Linked DNA regions of Mus musculus: all the other regions are linked to region 3. The links are chromatin contacts, called in public promoter capture Hi-C maps. All regions are on one chromosome and are shown on one strand. The core of a region is the stretch at or near the end of the contact, and the rest is flanking DNA. Distances in the headings are between cores, read along the strand shown. Region 1 holds the start of Stx16 (syntaxin 16). Region 2 holds the start of Npepl1 (aminopeptidase-like 1). Region 3 holds the start of Rbm38 (RNA binding motif protein 38).

Region 1 (2,700 bases), core at 126-2,625, 1.1 Mb before region 3:
TGACAATCACGATACACAGCTTAGTTTTTCATTAGCACTTCCATAAATGATAAAAGGAAAAAATTAAAAGGCAACTGTTTAAAAGGCGGGAAAGCTGCAGCGTTTCACGAACTATGTTTCAAATGCAGCCCCTAAGGTCGTGGGGTGACCGTGCATTCCCCCATGTTTCAAGGCTGCTTCCATTCAAACCTTCCCTTTTCAATTAAAGGTATTATTACAAAGCTAACAATATTCATCTGGCTGCACCATTCAGACCCGCCCCCTATCTGAGAGAGCAGGAAACTGAGGCTCTGGAAGCCAAAGCCTCCATCAAAAACAAACCAAATACAGCAATCATACTGGAACATTGCTTTGAAAAAGAACAACAACAATAACAAAACCCTACACTGCTAGGCGAAGTGAAGTTCTGGTCAATAAAATCAAAAGCCATGTGCTATTTTGGGGGATTAATTTTCACATCCGCATCATGTTGGTTCCTTTTTTTGTTTTGTTTTGTTTTTTTAAAAAAAAGTTCGAATGGAGAAGCTTAATTTCCTGTGTGGGAAATGGAAAATGAAGCGCCTAGCACCTTGCAATCTCACCAACATGAGTCCTCGGAGGGGGGAGGGCGGGGGGGGGGGGCAGCAAAGCAATTACTCCTAGTGTACATGGCCACACCGAGAACTAGGGCCATTGGAAGAAAAATAGTGGGAAAGAAAATGAGCTGAGCTGAGCAGACCACACACACACACACACACACACACACACACACACACACTCCTTCCTGGGGGGGGGGGGTCTGCAAGGATTTGAGTCAGCTAACCACCCACCTGGCCCACAGAACCAAAGTGAGGCCATTGCAGGGGGGGGGGGGGGGAGTGCCAAACAGAACAGAACAAAACAAAAAGAAGGTTGGAGAAAGGCCTAGGTTCCAAGTCCTCGTGTTAAAACATATGTAAATCGAGGCTGCCCGACGGATGGTGGGGGAGGAGGACCAGGAGGCCCAGGAAGTGAGAAGGCAGGGCAGGGGTTGATACTGTGGTCCCCATTGGGGGTTGCAAGTGCCCCATAAGCCATGGCCGTGCTCCACTTCCTTCTGTATCACACTCCTAGTCGTCGTCGCCTTGTTATTGTTGTTGTTCTTTTTTTCTTTTTTTTTTTTCTTTTTAGACAGAGAGACAGACAAGAGACAGACAGACAGGCAGAGCCGCAGTGCACACGGTGTGTGTGTCTGGAGAGGCCGCCAGGAAGACTCACCGCAGCAATGCTACGTGAATGCAGAGGGCTGGAGGTGGTGTGACTACTCACTTGCTCGGCTAACAGCTGCCGGGTTTGGATGGAATTATTCCGCAACAACAAGAAAGCGTCGGTTAAACGCCTGGTGGCCATTGTCTCCCCCTTTGTGACCCCCCCTCTCAGGGTCTCCCACCCCCCCTTGTAGTCCTGATTTGTTCACTTTCTCTCTTGGTCTGGCCTAGCTGATTCCACTCTTGCACAGAAATCTCTCTTGACAAAGCCTTAGGCTTTTCACGGCGCGATTTTGCAATCCGCCTAAGCGCGGAGACCCCTCCCCAAATAACCACCTCGCCTTTTCCAACTGCCTGACTCCCCCTACCCCAAGGCTGGCTCGGATCTCAAAGCACTCGAATCCCCCCAATCCTAGCGTCGAAATCAAACGTCCTGGAGACCCCTCCCCAATCCCAGCTCGGATCCACAAGCGCCTGACGCGCCAATCCGGCTCGGGGATGGGAGAGACCCCTACCCACTCACTTCCTAAGACCTCCCCAAAGGTGCTGGCGCCCTAACCCTAACTCAGAGCGCCTGCGTGCCCGGCATGTGGCTCTAACTCCGAGTTTGGGTTAACTCTCCTCACAAAAGGCCTGCTCCAAACAGGCCGAGCCCACAACGACAAAGGAGCGTCTACAGCTCCCATATAGTCGCCTGAGCCTACTGAGGCTCAGCCCGACCTGACCCCTCTCTTTCCTGTGCGGCCTGCTTCTCCACTGCCAGGAGGCTGCGGGCCTCCACGAGGACCTCACGGCCTGCCTCCCCCAGCCTCCTCACTCCTCTTCACCGGCACCCTCCATCCCGGGATCAGGCTGCAACCCTGCCCAAGGCCGCTTCCGTGCAGTGGTCCCGGGCTCTAGCATTCCCCCGGCCCTCTTCCTGTCCGTTCCTCGCGGGTGCCCCCCTGCGACATTCATGAGATTGCTTGCAACGTTCCGGGAGCGGGAGCTCCCTTATTGCCCTGCCCCGGGATGGGAGTGCTCCGCCCTCTCTGGGACAGTTCCCGGGGCGCCTTCTTCCCCTTTTCCTAAGAGTGTACAGACTCTGGGGCAGGCGTCCTGGCCCCAAAAAACGGCTTCAAAACCTTGGCCCTGGAGCCGAAGACCACCACTGGGGTCCAGGCAATTGTAAACTTCTAGTAGGATTGTCAGGCAGGCAGAAATGTGGAAACGTGGCTCTTGCAGAGCCTAGTCCTGCGCGGGGGCGGAGGAAAAGTGGAAGAAGTCTGCCTCTGCAGGCCAGGCACGCTCCACTGCAGGCGCCTGGCGCTGCTGAGATGGCCTTACCTTTTTATTTTTTTATTTTTTTTCTTTAAACTGTGAGAAAAAAAAAAGTATCCGAAAAACAACCAGGCCAGGGAAAAAAGAAAAAAATAATAATAAAAAAAGCTTGGGCGCTAGGCCTTGCTGGCCTTACTGTGGGCAATAAAGAGTG
Region 2 (2,877 bases), core at 107-2,606, 1.1 Mb before region 3:
GCGCCGGGATGCCCCTGAGCGGTGTGTGAAGAGTGGGAAGGCCCGTGCCAAGGCACAGGCAGAGGCAAAAACCTCAGTCTGTTCGCAGACCATCTGTAGTGAGAGAGAAGCAAGGTGGGGCTGAAGCCACAAAGGGACACCACCAGGACTCTCCCAATAGCAGCTCTACAAACCCAGACGGCTGTGCCCCCCCAGTAACCTGAGGCTGCGTGAGAAAAATGTCTGCCACCAGATGTTGTCCACTCTTTCCCAGACAGATGAGCAGGGCACAGACATAAGCCCAGGCCTCAATAAATCTAGGCTGGCATCTCTGATTTGTCACGCAAACCGATCCGGTGTAAATCACTCGGTGGTTGAAGGGTTAGAATGGGAGATCACACGGGCCAGCCTGCTGTGCTTGAGGTGGGCCACGGGCTGGGGTACACTCACCGGCCCAGCACTCACCAGGATACACCGGTGGGTTCCAGGAGGCAGGCAGGTTCTCACGAGCCTGGTGATGAAGTGGGCTGCGGACGGGCTGTTATGCCGGCTCACCCTAGAAGGCAGAGCTGCCACTGTGGCGCAGTTCAGGTAGAGAGGACAGCTGTCTGTGGGGTTGGGGTTGAGCGTGGCCAGAGCTGCCTGCCAGAGCTGGATTAGAAAGGAGATATGAGACGGACCGGGCTTCAACACGTGTGCTGTGTGGCTAGATGCGCCCTGCGGGCCACGCCTGCTTGTCTAAGGCACCCTAGCCGCTGCCACCAGGCATGTGTGGCTCTCTGGTACCCTACCACCCTCGTGGGACTGCGCCTCGCGCTGGCAAGGCCTGTCTGGGGACCCTCTGCTTCAAACACTTGGAGGCCCGGCTCCTGGGCCCTGGCTAGTGGCCATGGAAGCGGGTCTCGAGGCCAGAGGCCACGCGGAAAGCCGCCACTGGGCCTTCTGCAGGGCCCGGCCCAGAGGCGCGGAAGCAGGTGGCTCGGCCCGGGCAGGCCGGCGACACAGGCCGGGCCTCGCTGCAGCCAGGGCCTTGGGGACAGACGGCTAGGCCTGTCGCGGGCCTGCGCCCTGGGCCCGGCGGGGCGCGCGGGCGAGGCGGGGCCCGTGGCCCAGGGCCTGGGCTTGGCAGGCGCATGGCGGCCGCGGCCCGCTCACCTCCTCGGTGACCCGGGGCTGCAGCTTCCCGCGGACGTGGCTCCAGGGCACGCGGTGCAGGTGTTGCAGCTGGCCCAACAGCAGCAGGGGCCGGCTCTGGGGGTCCGCGTCCCCGGCGCTGGCCTGGAACTGCAGCCCCACGCTCGCCATCTTCCCCCCCACGACCCCGGCCGGGCCGCCCAGCACCCTGCGCCCTGCTCCGGCCCGGCTCGGCGCCGCCCCGGCCCGCCCGGCCTCGGCGCCCCGCCTTCCCCGCCGCCTCCGGGCCGCGCCGCCCTGCAGGGCCCACCCGGGGCGCGAGGGGGCGCCGGCGGAGGCGGGGCGCGGGCCGTACTGCGCCTTCCGGGCCTCCGTTGGGGGGCAAGTGGCGCGCGAGCCCCTGGAAGCGCTCCAGCTCTGGCTACTGCCCTGGCCCGGCTGGCAGTAGGTTCCTGGACTCGAGGAAGCCTCACTTGCCAGGGACAGCCGTGGCTACTGCAGTGGCCTGACAATTAGGCACTCGGATCCCCCCTTTATTCCGCGTAGGCCGCCTCCTCGGCCTAACGCTCGCCAGAAAGGTCACCATTCAGCAGTGGGCGCAAGCTGCCTCTGCACTTTGTCACCTGTGTTGGAGAGGAAAAGACAGCAGTGTTGGGAGCTTATAGGAAGTCATTTGAAAGGAGTCAGCTGCTACCCTACACTGCCCAGGTTTTGACAACTCCAGGCCTGGGGCTAGAGCTCAGTGACCTCCAGTCTTCTTCCTTTTTTTTTTTTCAAGACAGGGTTTCTCTGTGTAGCCCTGGCTGTCCTGGAACTCACTCTGTAGACCAGGCTGGCCTCAAACTTAGAAATTCTCCTGCCTCTGCCTCCCAAGTGGGATTAAAGGGGTGCGCCACCACGCCCGGCTGTGACCTCCAGTCTTATATGTCACTTTTAATCTACATTTCTTCTCTGTTATCAGCCTTTAAAACTAGCAAAACAAGATGGCTGAGCGAGAAAAGACACTTATTGCAGCGCCTGAGGACCAGAGTTCTAGTCCCGTATCTGGAAGGTGCAAACCAGTATCCAAAATGTGTCCATTGACTAAGAGGTTGACTAAGAGGTACCCACTCACACCGACTTAAACACACACACACACACACACACACAGAGAGAGAGAGAGAGAGAGAGAGAGAGAGAGAGAGAGAGAGAGAGAGAGAGAATGAATTAAATAAAACATTAAAAAAAAAAAAAAAACCCTACCAAAGCCAGTTTCATCACATAGCTCTCCATTCCACTGACCCTGCAGGCACCACCCACCTTATGTCCCCACCTACAAGCCATCTATGGTATGGATTTCTTCAGCTTTGGAGGTTCCATCAAACAGCCCAGAGCAGGCCAGCCCTGAAGACGGCAGTAGCTGAATGAGCAGAGGGGATTCCTTTGAAACTCTGGCTTTCCTGACGCAGAAGTCAACACTAATTGGATCTTATTTTCTCGAAAAAGAGTTTTTACAGCAACTGCATGTTTTCACACATTTTGTAAAGGGTACTAAGTGTTCTATCCCGATTCTCTGGTGTTTGCAAATACAGTGTGAGGCACAAGGCACTCAGGAGGGGCCGAGACAACTTGCAATTTTCCTAGAGGGTGGCAGGCTTAAGCTGATCCCTGTGGGAGAAGTACTATGTCCCCAGTCCCCAGGCCAGTCCACAGCAAGATGTCATCTGAAGGAATGACGCTGGGAGGTGGGGCAGGAGTGAGCATGACATAGCCTGCAGCCTATGA
Region 3 (2,862 bases), core at 322-2,821:
CCATTCCCCAGCCCTGAGAAGAGCTGAGAGGTCCACAGCTGTCCCACCTCAAGGCCTTCCTTCCCACCCACAGCCAGCTACAGCCACTCACCCGTAGGTGCGCTGGATCAAGGTGGGGTGTAGTTGCTGCACACCAACAGCAAAGCCTAAAACAAGAGAGCAGTTAGGAACAGCACACTGCATGGGTAAGGTCCCAGGGCCACACACAGGGAGGGCAAATAACACGCGCCACTCTCCTGGTCAAAGCACATTAAGTCCACAGGCTGTACCAGCTTTTCGGGATGATCCCCTGCCTGGTCGGCATCTGACTTCTTCCCTCCCCAAGAGTAGGAGACTTTGGAAAAAAAAAATCATTATCCCTGGGACCATAAACTGCCGAGAAAGAGGAGCAAGCTCCCAAGCCAGGGGTGGTTGCCCTGGGCTGCCTCTGCAGGCACATGATTGCTGGCTGCCACTCGGGGACAAAGGGGGAGCGGGGGCAGCGTTTTTCCATCAGACAGATACCAAAGCTGAATATAGAAACAAGGAGGGCTGGAAAGAAAACTCAAAGCTCTTACCCGTCTGTAAGCTCCTAGGCTTGGCACCCAGGTAGGCCAGGTTCACATTGGCCTTGCGACCATCGATGATAGGGTTAGGGTCTTTGCAAGCCCTATCAGCCGCTGCCCGATCTGCCATGGTCACCTGCAGGAACACAGAGGGTCAGGGGCTTTGGTGGCTGGCTGAGGAAAACAAGGCAGAGAAGGGAAGGGGGTTTTGCCCGGGCATCGGGCCATCTCTGGGTCTTTCCTCCCAGAAGAGTATCTGGTATTTAGGACCCTTGGGGCACTGTCTTCTCTGCCTCCAGGGCTGCAGCTCCTTCCCCAAAGTTCAAGTGCGGAGTGCCTTCAAGGACAGCGACAATCCCCTAGGAAGTGGAGTAAAGGGAACCTCAAGGGGAGTCCTCCCCACCCCCCCGCTGTCCAGGCCATCAGTAAGTACCGTTAACTTTCTCAGAGAATTAGTTTGGGGACACTAGAGTGGAAGGAAGTGGGAAACCGTCTTCAAGTCGCTGGCGCTAACAGCTTACGCTTCTTTGGGGCAGCTGGAAAGTGTGGGGGAAGGGCCGACGGCCCCGGGAAGCCCCGGAGTCCCGGCTGCGCGCGGCGGGTCTGGGAGGCGGTGGGGGAGGGGCGGCGGCAGGTGCGCGCGCCGCGGGCACTCACGAAGCCGTAGCCGCGGGACTTGCCGGTCTGGCGGTCGGTGATGACCACGGCCTCCTCGATGTCTCCGAAGCCCTCGAAGTACTTTCTGAGCGATGCGTCGGTGGTGTGGTAGGGCAGGCCGCCCACGAAGATCTTGGTGAACGTGGTGTCCTTCTGTGAGCCGTGCATGGCGCTGGGGGCGGCGGACGGCCGCGGAAACACACTCGGGGAGCACGCGGGCTGCAGCAGCATCGGGGCCGCCGCTACCGAGCCGGCCGGCGCATGCGGGGGTGTCCCAGGCCGAATCCGAGTTCCCCACGCTGTCCCGCGCCGCTTCTCCGTCCGCCGCGAAGCGTCTACTCCGCGCCCTGCGAGCTGCCGGCCGCCTTTGTAGCCGGCCACGCCCCGCGGTCACGCCCCTCTCGTTTAAGACACGCCTTTGGAAGCGGGGGCCGCCGGGAATTGTAGTTCTAAGTACGTCCCGCGTGCCAGGACGCGGGTCCGGCGAATGAGGTGACTTAGCCCCTAGGTGCTCGCCGGTATCAGCTTGTCTGTCTCGCGGGGCGCACGGTCCGGTATATTCCAAGCGTTGCTTGATTCAGTGGTTTACACCCGAGCGACTAGGGGTGCAAACGTACTTGTTAAAAGGTCCGAAAAAAAAAAAAAAAAAGGTCCGAAGGAGTGCCTCAGCTACTCATTCGCGAACCCTTGTGGTTTGATCTCCCCATCACAAAAACCTGGCTGGTGACACACACCTGTAAACCCAACACTCAAGAAAGAGAGTCAGTTCAAGGCCACCCTTGGCTATATACTAAGTTTGAGGCCAGCTGGACTAAATCATACCCTGTCTCCAAAAAATAAAAAATAAAAATAAAGGGCAAAGTGAATTTGCCATGTTTATAAAAATAATTCACACGCACACCATAATACATCACACGTACTTTGGCGGTCCTGTGGTGTCAGGGATTCTCTGCTGGGACTTCAACAATGGCATACCCCGGGACACTAGGTAGTCTGTGAAAATGAGGGCTAATCGATAGTGAATACACCTTTTACAGTCTTGTAGAAAGCTAAGAGCTTTCTACTTTCTACTTTCTACTGTGAGGAAGAACAAAGGCGGCTGGGCTCCCATGTCACTGACATGGGACCGCCTGTGGGGTCACCCTTAGCAGGAGAACAAGCAGAAGGCATGACATGGCCTGTGTAGAACGTGGGCCAAGGCTGGGACCATGATGCCAGTCTGCAGAACTCTTCCCCACCAGCGCAAATGCAAACGTGGGGCCCTTGTTAGAGACAGAAATTTCAAACAGCCGAGTGGAATACACCGGTGATCCTAATACTGAGGAGTTGGGAGGGTGGGAGGGTTCCGGGTCCATACCCTGCTACACAGAAAGTCAGAAGCTAGCCTGTATGATGGGAAACCATAAAATAGAAAGAAGAAAATGGGAATTTCAGCACAGAAGCAGGCACGATGCTTTAGCCTCCGGGCCAGGAAGCAGCCCTGATCCTGCGTCCCTCATGTCCCCATTCCTGGTTATCACACTGGGACCTGAAGACCTACAGCTTTTAGTGGGGCTAAAACTGGCCTGGCCCCACTGGTCAAGGCGGACAGTAAGGCAGGCAGCCTCTGGGCAGGTTCAGCCCCAGTCAGTCTAGTCCCCTTCACACAGAGCAGAACTCC

The links. Promoter capture Hi-C pulls out the DNA fragments that hold promoters and counts their contacts. Capture Hi-C pulls out chosen DNA fragments and counts their contacts.
Region 1: a promoter capture Hi-C map of liver shows a contact between it and region 3, with 5 times the contacts expected there. The contact joins the promoter of Stx16 here to the promoter of Rbm38 in region 3. A contact is called at or near these places in 8 of 39 promoter capture datasets (the 3T3-L1 cell line, the C10 cell line, the HPC-7 cell line and 3 more), 1 of 484 Hi-C or Micro-C datasets (the G1E-ER4 cell line) and 1 of 115 datasets of contacts at active chromatin or transcription factors (astrocytes).
Region 2: a promoter capture Hi-C map of liver shows a contact between it and region 3, with 4 times the contacts expected there. The contact joins the promoter of Npepl1 here to the promoter of Rbm38 in region 3. A contact is called at or near these places in 3 of 39 promoter capture datasets (the C10 cell line and liver), 1 of 484 Hi-C or Micro-C datasets (the G1E-ER4 cell line), 2 of 115 datasets of contacts at active chromatin or transcription factors (astrocytes and pancreatic cancer cells) and 2 of 9 other capture datasets (adipose tissue and liver).

Annotation. Positions count from the first base shown.
Region 1 is chr2:174,075,726-174,078,425 of GRCm38.p6, reverse strand. Stx16 (syntaxin 16) reads right to left here and starts at 1,375. Exons shown (of 9, transcript NM_172675.4): 1 at 1,237-1,375. The coding sequence starts at 1,368.
Region 2 is chr2:174,108,830-174,111,706 of GRCm38.p6, reverse strand. Npepl1 (aminopeptidase-like 1) reads right to left here and starts at 1,356. Exons shown (of 12, transcript NM_213733.2): 1 at 1,135-1,356; 2 at 445-630; 3 at 1-93. The coding sequence starts at 1,284.
Region 3 is chr2:173,020,611-173,023,472 of GRCm38.p6, reverse strand. Rbm38 (RNA binding motif protein 38) reads right to left here and starts at 1,571. Exons shown (of 4, transcript NM_019547.2): 1 at 1,203-1,571; 2 at 558-681; 3 at 92-146. The coding sequence starts at 1,433.